Regions from separate parts of the Gossypium hirsutum genome. Here region 1 is linked to region 2. The links are chromatin contacts, called in public Hi-C maps. All regions are on one chromosome and are shown on one strand. Each heading gives the region's core, a stretch centred on a gene start, on an enhancer-like site or on the middle of the called end of the contact. The rest is flanking DNA. Distances are from core to core; before and after follow the strand shown. Region 1 holds the start of LOC107937592 (sacsin). Region 2 holds the start of LOC107886373 (lysine-specific demethylase JMJ25).

What was found. A called contact is a pair of places that touch in the nucleus more often than the background predicts.
Region 1: a Hi-C map of leaf shows a contact between it and region 2, with 2.5 times the contacts expected there. The contact joins the promoter of LOC107937592 here to the promoter of LOC107886373 in region 2. A contact is called at or near these places in 2 of 34 Hi-C or Micro-C datasets (anther and leaf).

The regions. Positions count from the first base shown.
Region 1 is chrA12:86,411,423-86,415,223 of Gossypium_hirsutum_v2.1, forward strand. It overlaps LOC107937592 (sacsin), which reads right to left and starts at 1,388. Exons shown (of 40, transcript XM_041082966.1): 1 at 636-1,388; 2 at 1-535. The coding sequence starts at 979.
Region 2 is chrA12:86,280,540-86,284,473 of Gossypium_hirsutum_v2.1, forward strand. LOC107886373 (lysine-specific demethylase JMJ25) reads right to left here and starts at 1,397. Exons shown (of 13, transcript XM_016810300.2): 1 at 1-1,397. The coding sequence starts at 608.

The sequences.
Region 1 (3,801 bases), core at 138-2,637, 130 kb after region 2:
ATAAGCATCAACCTCATTACCTGTACTGTTAACAACTGGTTTTGACAATCTTAGAAGCGCCTGCCGGTGCCAAATAATTTCATCACTGGGAGAATTAACAGAGCATGAGAAAAGCTTTTTCGGCTCAGATTCTCCAGCATCCCATGTATACATTTCTATACACAGCACACTTTTAAGAAAAAGTAACGAGAAAACCCCTTCCTCAAAAAGCTGGAAAAACAAGGAGGAAATATCGTCTTCCGAATAAGCTTGTCGCGAAAGCTTACTCCGGCCAGCTTGATCAGAATTCCTCAAGGGGAAACGGAATAAAGTTCCAGCGAAAGAACTTTTCATATCACAACCAAATACACGATAAGGAAGGAATTGATCATTGTATATTGAAAGAGCTGAAGAAGAAACAAAGTCGATTCTTTTTCCAGGATTAGCTGTTGACACATTGGGAAGATAAAAACCCTGAGGATCAAATAATACTACGTACTTGCCGCTCACGAACGAAGGCAAATCGGTCAAGTGATAAACCGAATTAAACCCAACCCTAGAAAATATTCCAACAAAAAAAAGCAAATAAATATATAGAATGCAGAAAGAGGTAAGAAGCTGAAGATCAGTATAAAGCAATCTGAGCGAGAGGTTACCCGAATCGGCCAGTTTTCCAGGCCTGGCCATGTTTACCACTCCCTCCAATTCTAGAAATACTAACGAAATCTTCTTCTGTAAAAACCGCGTCGTTGTAAGCAAGTAGAGATGGTCCTTGCCACTGCCCCAAAGAATCCGACAGCAATGAATCCGTCCCGTGCGAGCGGCGATCAAGGCATAGACGAACTTTGGTGGCGCCGGCATCGTCGGCATTCTGAATAAGTTCCTTTAACACGGTGGTGCCCTCCGGGTAGTTCAGTAGGACCTCCCTAATCCGCCGGGTCAAGTCCACTTTCTGCCCGAAGTCTTCTAGAAGAATCGAGTCCCTTGCCGGCAATTCCATTCTTTATTTTTTTTTCTGTGTCGCCAGCGATGTCCTTTGTTTTCTTTGTTTTAATTATATGAGAGGAATTCGGAATTAAGCCATGCAGATGGATTTATTTACGTGTAAACCAGAAAAAAAAATTTTGGTGAGTTTTATGGAAATTGGGGGTGAGAAAAGAAAAGCAAGGAATTTATTTGTGCATAAGAGAAAAGTTCACGAAGGCGGTGCGAGTTCTGGTTGATGTAAACCAAAATTCTAAAATATTAATAATAAATTGCCGTCTAGCTTCTGTTTGTCGTCGGTGAGCGTAAATTGTACGGTCAACCAGCCAGACTTTAGACTTCAATTCTTTACTGTATGAATTGCAAAACGGGGGGCTCGACCAGAAAATTCATTATTTGACCAACAAAAAATCAAAACTTCCATCAACTTTTACCAACAGACAATACTATTTATTTTTAACATATTACTAAATTCACTTTTAAAAATAATAATAAAATTAACTATTATACATTTAAAATAAATTATAATTAAATAAAAATTATTACTCAAATACAACTCTAAATACAAAATATAAAAATTTTTATAATAATTAAAAATTGATATAAAAGATAATCAATATTAGAATATTCGATGAATTACAAATTTAAGTACTCAAAAAATTAAGTAATTAAGTACTGAAATTTTATTTAATATTGTTTGATGTATTAGTAAATATGCTTACGAAATAAAATTATGTTGTTTGATAAAATTAAATATTAATTTTTTAAAAGATTATTTATTTTTTATTTAATTTAATTAATATAATATTTTATATTATTTTGGATGAAAGATAAATTTTGTAATTCAACTATTTATTTTTTACAAAAAAAATGATAATTTATTTTAATTTTTTAATAAAATAAAATCGACTTAATAATTTCTAATTTAAGTGACAAGCAAACCACCTACCTACTTATATTATTTAAAATATTATATGTTGAAAATTTAGTTACAATGAAATGAAAATTGCATTCTTCATATTCGTTTTATGATCTATGTTTGGAATTCATAACTATCCCTCCTAACAATATTATTTGCACGGTTCAAACATACATCTCTACTTAGGAGTACAATATATCTTATTACTGCACCAATAGTTATTATTTTGAATAATGTTATTTTACATTAATTACATGAAGTAAAACTATATTATAAAATTATAGGGTAAACTACACCAAATGCCACCAAACTTTGATTAATTTTTATTTTTTGCCTTTAAACTTTAAAAACTTACAAAGATGCCACTAACATTATTGTATTATTACAAAAATACCACTTAATTGTTTACTATCGTTATTTGATAACATGTGTTTAACATGGCAGTTAAATGTGCCACGAGTTTTAAAAAATTAATATTAAAATATTTATTTATTCTTATTTTTCTCTTTTTTCCCCTTTCTTTCTTCTTTTCTTTTCATCTTATTTCCCTTCCCAACAAACCTTGCAACCATCAATTCCACTACCGTCGATGGCTTCCCCGAACACCAAACCCGCCAATGGATCTCCCAAATGTTGTATTTGGTGCACTGAGTGTTGTATATTCATTTGTAAACTTGTAATTTTTTGAACAGATTGGTTAATAAAACAAATTCATTGATTACATTGATATACTTTCTATGATTGTCCTCATGTGATTTTTGCACACAAAGTAAAATGGAAACAAATGTTGCTCATTAGTTGTCTAATGTTTAAAATAATACTAAGTGGTATTATGTAGTCGGATCGTAATATAGAAAGACAACTTATATTAATAAACGAACCTAAACATGTCATTAGTCTAATCGGAAATGAGCAAACTAATTGAAAGACTAATACGTCGACTATCAAGTCCAATTAGGGAGATGTTTTGCCTTAGGTATCGGAGTGAATGATTCCCAAAAGCTAGAGATGTAGATATGACTGACTGGACTGACAGTACATCGGGTTGAACCCAATAAGAATAGATCCAAAATTTGTTTATGGATTTATACACTTGTGACGTTCATATTGTGACATACCTAAATCCTGGGTGGATGACGAACTATGTATATTGACTCATACACTTTGATGTAAGTAAAAGTCTGAGTTCGAATAAATAAGGAATTGAAAGTTAGTGCATTAGGCGTACGACTTTTGTAGCATGTAGTGTCATTCATAACAGTGGAATTCATAGTACGAGACATAGGTAAATGATATTCTCTCATTGGCATTACATGGTTGATGAAAAGTAAACGTGGCCACAAGTCGTTTGTCTTTGTGATGAATGACTTGATCACTATTTGATAGTGATTGACTTTTCATGAAGGAAGATGTAATGGTTTTCATAAGATAAAAGAAGATCATATTTGGAGAACGGATATTTTTCCAAATAGATTAATGATATCCTATGAAGGTAACACATTCATAATAAGGTCATTAGACGAGCACCAATCACGTTGCTTTCATAATGGTATGTCGTTAGGGAGAACTCAATCACGATACTATAGTGGAATAGTTTCGTGACTAAATGATTTTATAATTAATAAGTGAAAAGCTGAAACTTAATTATAAATTATTTGAGCCCCAATTGCATATGTCCAACTAGTCCCTCCTCTAGCTCGTTGAAACAAAAAATGAATTGCATATTGAATCAAATGAACAAAAATGGTGAAACGGAGAAATAGGAAACATTTGGAAATGATTAAGATTTTCTCCAAAATGAAAATGAAAATGGAGAAATAAAATCATTTGGAAATGAATATTGTTTTATCCAAAAGGAAAATGACCTAAAAAATGAATTTATGTTTTTCGAATAAATGAAGTTCAAAAATGAAAATAAA
Region 2 (3,934 bases), core at 147-2,646:
TTTACAGCTTTTCCTTCATTGCCTTCACTTGCAGAACCTTGTTTCCTTGCCTTGCCTCTTCTTCCTAGCTTCTTTGCAGGTGCCCCATTACCGCCATAATCATTATAACCATCTTCTTGACCTCCAGGTTGAACAACTTTCCTCTTTTTCTTGCCCTTGCGTCTACGTTTGTTATCTACAAAGTCATCCTCATATTCTAGAATCTCAGCATAATTAACCCTCCTCGAAACAGTTCTCAGTCTCTTCTTCAAAACATCCCCGCTATCTCCTTCCCCAATACCAGCAGCACCCGAATCAACTTCCCCCTTCTCAGCCGCAAAATCCGAAGTTTTCCCCCCGACATTACCCTCTTCCTCAATATCTATTTTGCTCCTCTTAGAAGAACCTGCCGCTTTCTTCTTTCTACCTCTTTCTTTAAGCTTATTTAAAGCAACGTCTTCATCCTCCCCTTCCGAATCCCCACTTTTTATATCTTTCCCTTCAATTCCCTCCTCTTTTCCCACTAATTCCCCTCCGTTCTCTCCACCCACATCTCTATTTCCCCCTCGTCCCTCCTCTCTCCCTTCAACTTTCTCCTCCACAAAACCGCAATTTTCCTCACTTCCCATCGCTTCACCGTCGCTTTGCGACACTACAAGGAAGACTCCAACCACACTCTCTAAAAGCTAAGTAGTCGAACGAGGACAGAGCCTAGGTTTTTTTAAATTTTTTGGCCTGAGCTGGTAGTTTATAAATTAGTAATAGTAGTATAGTACAAGTAGAAGTAGAAGTAGAAGTAGAAGTTTATATTTATAGTTTATATATATATATAAAATTTTCTTTAAAAAAAAAGGAAGATAAGTTGAGAATGAGGAAGGAAACAGTATTAATAACCGGCGCCGTTCACTCCCCTAAGAATGCGTATTAGGGTTTGGTTTGGAGTTTAAATAAGGAAAATCAAAAGTGGAAAATTTTGGAGGGAAATCAAAATATTGTGGGTTTTTTATGTGAAATAATGAAGTGCTCCTCTTCTCTCTCTCCATCTGCGCATGTCTTCCTTGGCGCAGTGTTTCGGAAAATGGAAAAACCAATCAATCAGCTGCAAATTGGATAGTGGAACCTGGGTTTGGGACACCCCACAGCACATTGTTTCTTTCTAATACTTCAATCTTATTAAAATTAGAGGTGATGATGTGATAAATATTTTATCTATTTGAGAAACAAGGGCGAGTTTAATATCTTTAGCTGTTTTTCAGAATGTTCAGTTTTTATATAGAACAGTTGGAAAATTAATTTTGAAAAAGTTGTAGAAATTGAATGATTGAGGGATGAATTAGTAAATTAATGCTATCTCTACCCCACCCATTTGAATTAGCCTCTTTCTCCCCCTCTTCGCTCTCAATTTCCTGCATCTACTAACACCATTCTTTTTAATCAAACCTCCTATTGTTTATCTCTCTCTTAACTCCCACGGCGGAATCTAGTACAGACTTTGAGAGGTCATGATCGCTCCAAATTTTCAATTTTTTACAATTTAACCTTTCATACATATATTATACTCCTCTAAGTAGGCCTCCCAATTTTTACAACTTTTGTAATTTCGCCTTTTATATATAAACTAATTTATTCATGATAATTTTTTAATATTCTTTTTATTAAATAATATTTTATAAGTAACATAATAATATATATAAAAAGAAATAGAAACTTTCTTCTTAGAAAATAATGAAAAAAATTTATTAGGAGACGGTTTCTAATTTGTTACAAGTGTAAAAACGAAACAAACATAACTAGATAATGTTATAGTAAATTTGAGCTAAAGTAAAACAGAGGAAGAAAATATTGGTCACTTTGTTGGAAATTTTGTCAAATGATAGTTTGTGAAGTAATAAGTATTCTAGTGAAAACGAAATAAAAAATGATTAACCAATTTGAAAATTATGTGAATTTCAGATCAAGAAACTATGAAAAATATATTTTTTTTATGATCGAATTTGGTTGGTTTTGGATTACCATGAATTTGTCAATTTTAGATTGAATGGATTATTATGTTGAAATATTTTGTTACGTTAGAATATTACTTCTTTTGACTCAATTGTTATGGTGAAATACTACTTTTTCTTATTTTGAATCGATTGTTTATATGTTCAAAATAATTGTTATGTCGGGATACTAATTTTTTAATTGATTGTTTACATGTTTAAATCAATTGTTATGTAAGAATACTACTTCTTTTGAATAAATTATTTATACGGTTCAATCGATTGTTATGTAAGAATATTATTTCTTCTTCTTTTAAATTGGTTGTTTATATATTTAAATCAATTATTATGTTAAAATACTGCTTTTTTTAAATAAATTATTTATATTTTTAAATTAATTGTTACATAACATATTTAATTTTAATTCAACTCCCTAAAATAAACATTGTTGCTTCACCGCTTGCCATAAAATTAATCTAAGCTAAAAAGCTCAACTTACTGCCCAATGGTGTATTGGAATTATAGCTAGTTCTGGAACTTCTTTCCCTTTCAACTTACACGTGTTCTTGTAGATTATGGGATTTTTCTCAAAAAAACAAAGGTTACAAACAATCATGAATAGCAGTAGCAGCAACAATGACTACTTTACACCGTAAATGACACCAAAATCCTACCTCCACCTCCCACGACCAAGTAAGAGGAAATCACAACCCATTTCAAAAACACCACATTTTTAGCCTTCTTTACTTATCTCCCAACCCTTTAGTAGAGAATGTTAGCAGACAAAGTGTGGATTCACTCAAAATTATTTCCAATGCATAATTTGTTTCTAGCCCTTTTTTTTTATTTATGTATCAAGTCGTTGCATTTTCTTTAATTGGTGGTTGGTTGCTTTTGGGGGTGTGAATTTTTTTTTTATAAATTTTATAATGGTTGTGTATTTTGAATTACAAATTAAAAATTGAATAATAAATGCGGTTTGTGCGACTTAATCTTAAATTATACTTAAAGCGGTGAATACCCTTGACTATCAAATGATCTCATAAAATTATAATGTTTTGTGTATTTTAAGCTTGAATTTGTTAATAATGATGTAAGTTGTCTCGTTTGAGAAATAGTTTTATCTCTTAAGCAACAATTTTATTTCCCAGAATAATAGGTGGAGATAACTAATGATCCGGACTTTATGGTTTCTTAAATGCTAATTCAAAATCTATTGGAACCACTAAGCTATAATCACCCTCCTCTTATGTACACGTGCTAAAACAATGATTGTTGGAGTTGTTTACTAGGAGATTCAGGTAATTCCAGAAGCTGATAAACTTGTACCCAGTAGTTGTTTATGTTGTTGTATTTACTTACATCTTAAATTCTCTTATTACATCAAAATTTTAAGTTTAGATTCGGTTTCGCTCGAAAGATGGGTTTATCTTTTTACTCAAATTCAGTTTAATTTAAAAAAATAAATTCAAGCCTAATTTAGCCCGCCTATATTTTATTTTTATATTATTTTTATTTAAAATTTTAAAGTACTAAAAGAACACCAAAATAAAAGTTTTCTAACATATTAAAAAAAGTATTTATATTAAAAAAACACTACTATAAATATAATAAATATTTTATTGTATTAAATATAATTTTTAAAATTTTATATTTTGGGTTGAATTATTTAGTTGGGTAAGTTACTTTTTTTAAGTTTTAGGTAATGAATTTAATTGTTTTTGGGTTAGTGATTTAATATAAATATAAATAAATAATTATTATTTAACATATATAATTAATATAATATCTTTTATAACATAGTATATTCAGGCTCGGGCCAAAAAATCTTGTCCAAGGCTCAGCTCATAAGTCTTAAATTTGATCTAAACCCATTTTTTAGGCCCTATATTTTTCTCCAAACCCTCTCTTTTTTCAAACAAACATTCGAGCTTGGACAGATGACCTAGGCCATAAACAGGTCCAATTGTTAA